Regions from separate parts of the Sus scrofa genome. Here all the other regions are linked to region 1. The links are chromatin contacts, called in public HiChIP or PLAC-seq maps. All regions are on one chromosome and are shown on one strand. The core of a region is the stretch at or near the end of the contact, and the rest is flanking DNA. Distances in the headings are between cores, read along the strand shown.

Evidence for each region. HiChIP or PLAC-seq counts read pairs in DNA pulled down with a chosen protein or histone mark.
Region 2: an H3K27ac HiChIP or PLAC-seq map of alveolar macrophages shows a contact between it and region 1. The contact joins two enhancer-like sites. A contact is called at or near these places in 1 of 47 Hi-C or Micro-C datasets (embryonic fibroblasts) and 1 of 2 datasets of contacts at active chromatin or transcription factors (alveolar macrophages).
Region 3: a contact with region 1 is called in an H3K27ac HiChIP or PLAC-seq map of alveolar macrophages. The contact joins two enhancer-like sites. A contact is called at or near these places in 2 of 47 Hi-C or Micro-C datasets (embryonic fibroblasts and fetal skeletal muscle) and 1 of 2 datasets of contacts at active chromatin or transcription factors (alveolar macrophages).

The regions. Positions count from the first base shown.
Region 1 is chr10:66,717,278-66,719,849 of Sscrofa11.1, forward strand. No RefSeq gene overlaps it. Among named protein-coding and RNA genes, the nearest start is that of KLF6, 230 kb to the left of the region's middle. Within about 2 kb of position 1,289, at least 16 of the 83 cell types and tissues checked have an H3K27ac peak or open chromatin away from gene starts, as enhancers often do. A contact at or near this core is called in alveolar macrophages, where this site is marked.
Region 2 is chr10:66,508,484-66,511,055 of Sscrofa11.1, forward strand. No RefSeq gene overlaps it. Among named protein-coding and RNA genes, the nearest start is that of KLF6, 21 kb to the left of the region's middle. Within about 2 kb of position 1,303, at least 23 of the 83 cell types and tissues checked have an H3K27ac peak or open chromatin away from gene starts, as enhancers often do. A contact at or near this core is called in alveolar macrophages, where this site is marked.
Region 3 is chr10:66,559,169-66,561,740 of Sscrofa11.1, forward strand. The region is part of intron 1 of LOC102157904 (a long non-coding RNA gene); the gene reads left to right. Among named protein-coding and RNA genes, the nearest start is that of KLF6, 72 kb to the left of the region's middle. Within about 2 kb of position 1,288, at least 13 of the 83 cell types and tissues checked have an H3K27ac peak or open chromatin away from gene starts, as enhancers often do. A contact at or near this core is called in alveolar macrophages, where this site is marked.

The DNA.
Region 1 (2,572 bases), core at 39-2,538:
CTGTTTTCAAAGGACTGTTAATCATTTCCACTAAAAAGGTCAATGCAGAGGTCTTTAGAAAGCGGCTTCAGGGATGAAATGGCTCGGACCTCGGGCAGGCCTCTCTGTCTCATCTCTCCTTTGGTGAGAGTGTGAGAGGGACAGAGCGGCCTGGACGGTACAGCCACTGCTGAGTGGGAATCGAACCATAAATCCTGCCCTTTAGCAGGAGAGGAGGCCCTCAGAGAGGGGGCTTCTCCCGGGGGCGGGGGGAGTCGGTGGAGATCTTGACGCAGAGGCAGAGGTCAGCTGGAGAGAGACAAGACGAGTGAGATGAATTCAGCACACTAACTCATTCGGCAAACCTTCATCCAGCATTCTCCCTTCTGTATGTTAAGTATTGTGTCAGATGTCAAGTCCATTCAGCCGTGCATACTTAGCTCGAGGGAAGCCAGGGCGCAGATGGAGGCTTTGGAAAAGCTGGTGGCTCAGCCCGAGTATTAGCTCAGGCCCCAGGAGCATGACGTGCACTCAGCTTTGCACAGTCAGGAAGAGAACAGCGACTCGGTGATAAATTAGAATGATTGGAGGCAGAATCCCAAGTGAGAAGCTTGCATGTGCCCAGCCCTGTGCTGCAAACTGCGAGAGCGGCAATAACCAGCCCCCAAACTGCTCGTCCTCCAGTATATCCTATGCGAACACAAACAGAGGAAATTTAAATGTCGGGACAAGACTGTGCATCACTTAGAAGGGCCACCCCCAGACTCAACTCAGCAGTCCCCCTTGTCTATTTGGAAAGGAAGTCTTTCCAGCCACATGCGTACAGACCCTTCTGGGCTGAACGGCATCTCCCCCAAGTCCATGTGTTGAGGACCTACGCCCCAGGAGCGCAGGAGGTGACTGTGTTTGGAGATGGGGTCTTTAAAGAGGGGATTAAGGTCAGTGGGGTGGGCTGTATTGGACAGGTGTCCTTAGGAGGGGCTGAGGACACAGGCAGGCACAGAGAGGACCCCGCGAGGACACGGAGAGCACAGCCCTCATGCCCGGGAGAGAGGCCTCAGGAGAAAGCAGCCAGGCTGACACCGTGACCTCAACCCCCAGCCTCCAGGAGGGGAGGAGACGGGTGTCTGGTGCTCGACTCCCCAGTCCGGGACACCTTATGAAGGCCACCTAGCAGTCAGCGTGTCACTTTGCACTGCTCTGGAGATGGAAGCGCCACTCTGATTGCACAAACTCAGTCTCCTTCCTTCTGGGCTGTCACTGCAACGAGACATCGCTGACATCTGACTTAACCCTCGACCCAGAAGTGTGTGGTTTTCCTGTTTAATTTGTTTATGGTGAAGGGCTTCCTTGTTTATTACAAGGCTTAGCATCTAGTCTTTTGTGTCAAAAGTAGAAGAACCCAGGGCACAGCAGTTTGATTTCTCGTCTCTCTCCACAGCCCGTTTCAGGTTCGGCGCCAGGGCGTTTAGGAGCCAGAGCCCAGGTCAGAGCAGTGCCGTCTCTGTGGTCTCCCCTGGATGGGGGGCCCTGGGTCAGCGAGCCCTTGGCCAGCTGTCCCCGTAAGAGGGGCTGTTGGCTGGGAAGGGACTGCCAGGTGTCCGAGGACACATGCGTATGTGCGGCGTCACGGGGACAGTGCCGAGCGGCTTCCCTCAGATTCTTAAAGGACATGTGGCCCCAAACACTTGCAGACTGCCAGGGAGCTTCGTGTACATCCACGGAGTGTGGAGGGTTTCGGCTCTACCGGCTCCCGCGTTCTCTCTGTTTCCCGCTGGGACCCCACCTCCGGGTGCCTTGGAAGCGGGAAGCAGCGAATGGCATCGCATGTGTGCCGGACTAGGGATTTCTACCTAAGCGGAGGTGTCCTAAGAAGTGGTCTGTGTGGGTCAAGCCTCTGGTGCCCTGACACCCACGTCCGCGTTTGGCTTAAGGCTTTTCTGGGGAGGCGTGTGGGAGCACAACCTCGCCCAGGCTGAGGCCCCTCCTTTGACCAAGCTTGACGCACCGATTCCAGCGCTGACACAAATGCCTCAAACGAACGCCTCCCTGGCAGAAGCAGGGTGACTCCTTTCTTTTAAGTATATTCCGGAAAGTTCTGGTCGGTTTGGAAAAATTGCAGCGCTGTTAGGTCATAGCAGTAGAACACAGATCTGACTGAGGCAGAGAACGAGCCAGTGAAAAAGCCACGGCGGCCAGGATACCCGGGTCCTGGTGCCAGGGTGCCCACGGGTAGATGTCTCGGCAGCTTCTCCCTGGGAACACACAGCAGCGTGGATAGAACCAGGGACCCGGTCTGACGTCCTCGCTGACGGAGGAGGCCGAGGGCAGTGCGGGAAGCCAGACCCTCAGACGGATGCACTGCTCCCGGGGCCGGAGGCGCTTGGGCTCGGCCTGGCCTTAACTGGCCGGGCCTCAGGGGTGTGAGTGCAGGTGCCGTTTGGTTGCTGAGAGGAAACGTCCCTTTTTTATGTGCGCGGTCCAAACCCAAGTGTGTTCTTTTTTTTTTTCTGAAGAGAAAATAATGCTCAAAAGTGATACAGGCTCTCTTATAATATGGTGTGTAATTAGATCCACGTCCATGAAGAGCCGG
Region 2 (2,572 bases), core at 53-2,552, 210 kb before region 1:
TCCCCCAAACCGTGAGCACAGGATTTACGGTCCCTGTTTCAGGATGGTGGTCCCTAAGGCCCAGCATGCCCGTGTCCCTGACCCCAGCCCATCACCCAGACCTTTAACAGCTAAACTGTCCGTGACCCCTCAGCAATGCCGAATAACTGGGGTGTTAGCCAGGCTCACGGGGAGCAGGTTTTCATCGAGGCGTGGCAGTGACCCGGGTCTCCTGGGCTGGCACCCCAGGTGGCTTGTGAGTCAGGAGAGGGGCACTGGGGTGGGGCCGTCAAGCAAAGCTGCATTTTCTTGTCCATTCACGCCATTGTGGGAAAATCTGTCAAGCCTCGGGAAAGTGGCCGGACACGTTTCTCCGTAAGCTCCTGGGCACACATGCAAGAGGTGCCACACCCCTGACCTCACAGAAGAGGGAAGGCCTGGCTGAGGCTCCCTGAAGAAATGCAAGGCATGTCCACATAAATCTGGATTGTCAGGCAGTGACTTGTGCCCTGAGAGGCCCTGTGGGGCAAGAGAATGAGATGGGCTGGAAACTGAGTTCCAGCCCTGTTGGCCACGTCTGAGCTGTGTGGCTGTGGGTGAGTCCCTCGACCTCTCTGAGCCTTCACTGCAACATCTTGTTTGCGAGCTGTTGCTTGCCGGAACTTGTTTGCATGTATGTCCTGTTTCCTAAGTCTGCAAATTCAGCAGGTCAAAAGCAAGAACCCGAAGGATGAGAGAATTAACCGAAGGGGATGGATCCCACACGGGGACCCTGGCTCACGACCTTTTCTGCAGCTCATTTAGTCTTCCATTTTAATTAATGTGTCCGACTTCTTTTTTGCCTAATGCTCCTTTCCACAGAGTCGGTGGTGACTTTATCTCCATGCACAGTTCTTTTTCAAGCCCCAGATGTTTGGCATAGAAATGAACCAAAAAGCTGGGGTTTGAGATGCTTCTCTGCTTCCTCAAGAAAGTCTGGAGAGAGGACCCAGCTGAGCAGCCCGGCCGGGCGGGCAGAAGGGTCCTCGGAGCTGCAGCTCTGGTGGAGAAATACCTCCTTAATGCAGTACATGGAGAGCAGGAAATGAGGTGCTTTTACTGTTTTATTGCTTGCGGAGTCGAATCGAAGTCAAGAGGCAGAAGTCACGACGACTCAAGAGGTCTTGAAAACATGGCAAGCCTCTTAGAGAATGGCACGCTTTTATACAGCCTGTGCGGAGAGAAAATTGTGATTAAGGATCTGTAATTTTTATTTGCAGACTTTCAGTTCTGCTCTCACTTGGTTGAAACCATCGTTTCCGTCTTTCATTTCCTGTATTGGGTATGTCCCCGAGAACAGCTTCTCTGCACGTCTACACTGCCTGGATCTCGGCACTTTGAGGAGCGGGGCCGTGCCTGTGCCTCCTGCCTGGAGGGAGGACTCTGGTTCACCTCTAGGAGCCCTTGCCAACGGGGACCTGAGCACGCGAAGGTCTGGGCGCCCGAAAGGGTGCTCGTACCCATGCCCACAGCCACGCACACAACTGAAGGCTGGAGAGCAAATGCAGAAGTCGCTAGTGGGAGAAAATGCCATTGCCAACTGCACATGGAACTAAGGTTTCGAACCAGATGGAAAATCAGAAGATTCTGAGGAACTTGAAAGTTACCCGAGAACTTGTGCTCTGAGATTAAAAACTCAACCTTTCTTCATCCTAAATATCATGCAGATTCTGACTCCTAAATGTGCAGCAAAAACCTCAAAAAAAAAAAAAAAAAAAAAAAAGAAAGAGTAAGGAGAAACATGCATGTTTTGTGTGCATTTTGAAAAAGAAGGTACTGGTCAATACCAATCTTTAGTTTTCTCCCTGACGCTAAAAGTGAAGCTCGAATTCCTTGGCTGAGCATGAAACCGGGAGCTCAGACGCGGAGAGATGAGGCCATGGGCGCCTCCGGGCCTGTGCTGGTCACACTCCCAGCGTTCTTGTCGCGGTCCACCACCTCCCAGGCCTTCACCATGTTGAAAGTTTAAGAGCACGTATCCCCCGGGGCATTCTGAGAATGTCCTAGAACATATTTGGAAAGGGAAACAGAAAGGCCCTTTTATTTTTTAGGAACCATTGTCTCAATGATCTCATCCTGGAGAGTGACGGGAAGGACCCAGGCAGCGTCAGCTCTGATTCTGGCCTCTGAGCCCCGTGCTGCCCGAGGTCTGCTTCTCGAATCCACCTCAGGGCTGCGCGGGGGCCCCTGGCTGTGATCCCGGGGAAGGAAAGAGGGAGGGCACGGCCCCCCAGCACCCGGGACCCACCTCGGAGCATCCTGCCTCTTCTGCAGATGGGCCCGCGTGAGCGAGATGCACAGAGCTCTGCTCCCCGCCTCCCCCCCCCCCCCCGCCTCCACGGGGAGCGGGGGTGGGGGTGGGGGGTGGAGGAAAGGACAGTGGTCGCTCCCTTCCAAGTCACATCCTGCCCAAAAGCTCCATCAGGAGGAAGCGGCGTGGGGCCACCGTGACAGAGGACTTCAGCCTGGCGGTCTTCCTCAATCACCCTTTTTGCTCTTTTGTCCTTCACTGTCCTTGGCCCTTCCTCCCTTAGCCCCCAGGGCTCTGCCAGTG
Region 3 (2,572 bases), core at 38-2,537, 160 kb before region 1:
AGATTGGGTAGATTATAAAGGCATACATTTATTTCTCATGATGGTAGAGGCCGGGAGTCAAGATCAGGGGCCTAGCAGAGTGGGATCTGGGGAGAACTCTTTCTGGTTGCAGATGCCAGCCTCTCATTTCATCTTCACATGGCTGAGAGAGCAGGAGAAGGGCAAAGCAAGCTCTCCCCAGACTCTCCTAGAGGCACTAATCCCATCTGTGAGTGCCCCACCCTCCTGACCCTGCTAATCCTAATCATCTTCCAAAGGCCCCTCCTAATACTGTCACATTGAAGGGCCGGATTTTGGGGGGACACAGACATTCAGTCCCTACATCTTTCAAACCGTGGTGCCTGTACATTTAATAAAACCATCAAGCCATTGCCCTTTGCATGACTCACAAGCACTAGAGAACAACAATTTTAAAAACTGAAATTTACTGCTCTGCAGGCATACCAGATCCTTTAGTGGGATGGAAGTGTGAGCTGGGAAGGTGTGAATTTAAAACATCCCAGTCATGCTGTGGTGGCGTATTGAAAATACGAGGGAATGGATATATCTTGGGAACAAAGTATCCAGGTTGGAGATTTTGGGAAATGACTGTTCTGTCTGATAGAAAAATGGTGTGATGAAAGCATCAGAAATGAAGGCAGTGTGTGCTGATGATGCTGGCCTTCAGGAGAAAGAGGAGGACTTGAAGAATATGCCCACATGAAATAATCTCATCTTCAACTTAGTTTTTGACCTCCCCAGGCTCACAGAGCAAGAGTGTTCCTTCTTTACTGAGAGATCAGAGCTTCTCTCCTTAGCATCTGGACTTCTGCATCAAAAAGGCCATTCTAAGAGTGCTGGATTGAGTATGGCCTTCTAACTGGAAGCTGCCTCATCCTACCATGCCCCTGTCAGTTCTCCAGACTCTCTCCATAGTTCTCTCAATTTGAACCAGTCTCTCAGACTTTGGATGTTCCAGAATCCACTTTCCAGCTGAGTCCCAACCACTTGGCTACCTTCCCCAATCTCACTTTGAGTTTCCTGGGAGACATGGGCCCTGACTGATGGGAATTGGGGCAGCCTGTCAGAACCCATAGTGGCGTCTAGTATCCGTGCAGCTGACATGTGCATTATTTAGAAACCACGGGGTATGTAAAATGGGAAGAGGTCCACTTGGCAGTTCAAATTGGCGCATGTCTGTCTTGTGACACTTCCTCTGCTTCCTGGAATAGAATTCAGCCCCTCTTCCAGAACCTCCTGCAGAATATGTGACTTGCATTTGCAGAGTCGGCCCTGGGGCGTTTCATAACTCTGCCTTGATAACCACGTGGTAACAAGATTCACATATTTAGCAAGCTAAGAGCTTGGGATGATAAGTGGTATTAATAACGCCTGTCTGTGCTCCGTATCGCCTGACTTGATCAAGTAAACGACTCCTCTCACCCTAGCATGTTGAGTACAATAGCTGATTAATGTGAAATAAATCCATACAGTTCAGAGGAAGCTTTTGCTGAACTGGAATGAACATTTGGCACATTTAGCTGTAATTGGAAGTGAACCTTTAACCAGCAGATCCCGTGAAGGGGGTGCTTCTTCCTAAGTGCGCTTGTGTCCTGGCCTAATCACGTGACACTGGACTACTTGGGTCTTCATTTTCTTTTCTTTTCTTTTTTTTTCTTAATGACAAGAGTAATACATTGTTTCGGGGATGAGTAAATTTTATTCATTATTGCACCTTTTTTTGTTGTTGTTGTTAAAACTTACTGCATAAATACTTGGAACCCTGAATTCCAGATGAAATGCCTGAGTTTCATCCGTACTGGCTGTAAACACTGGCCTACTGTTCATGTCTCCCTCTGGTGTAGGTCTGTACCCATCAGCGTCCATCTCTCTCTATATGGCTTTGGTTTTGCCTACCTCTCTTGGGATTCACTATCTTGTCCTTTTTATCATTCATCTTTATCATATGTCCCCCTTAAGTGGCTCTTGGATGTTTTCCCTGAAATTGCTTCTTGGGAAGCCCCCAGTAGCTCTCATCTCCATAATGGGCTTGTCTGGCTGTGGGCCGCCGTCCCGTCATCCCTGTACTGCTTCCTGGGAATGACCACATCCCAGCAGGATAGCCATAACAGTTTCTAGTACCACCCCCAGAACACCTACAGGGGGCAGGTAGGAAACAAATGCACAGTGGAGTTAGTCAGCTCTTTCCTCCTCTGGCTAAGGCTGCTGCCCAGAAGAAGGGTGACTTTGAGACACATGTGTCTTTTTGTGGCCATCAGCCTAGGCCCCTTCTCAGCAGCCCCTTGACCCCATGGTCAGTGAGTCTTTCACACCCGCAGTCCCTGGATGGAGCAGAGGAGGACTGGCACGGTGTCCCGCTCATGTGACCCCTGTCTTCCTGTGCAGCCTGCTCTCCTTTCTCCACTGGGCCCTGTCTTGTGGTCAGTGTGGTATCTGACCTGGGGTCAGCTCCCTTTTCCTGCTCTCATCACTCCCAAGTCCGGAGTCCTTACCTCAGCCCCCACTTCCCACATCCGGGCCCCACTTTCCCTTGGGCACTGTCCCCTCACCTGCAAATTGGACCCAACAAAGT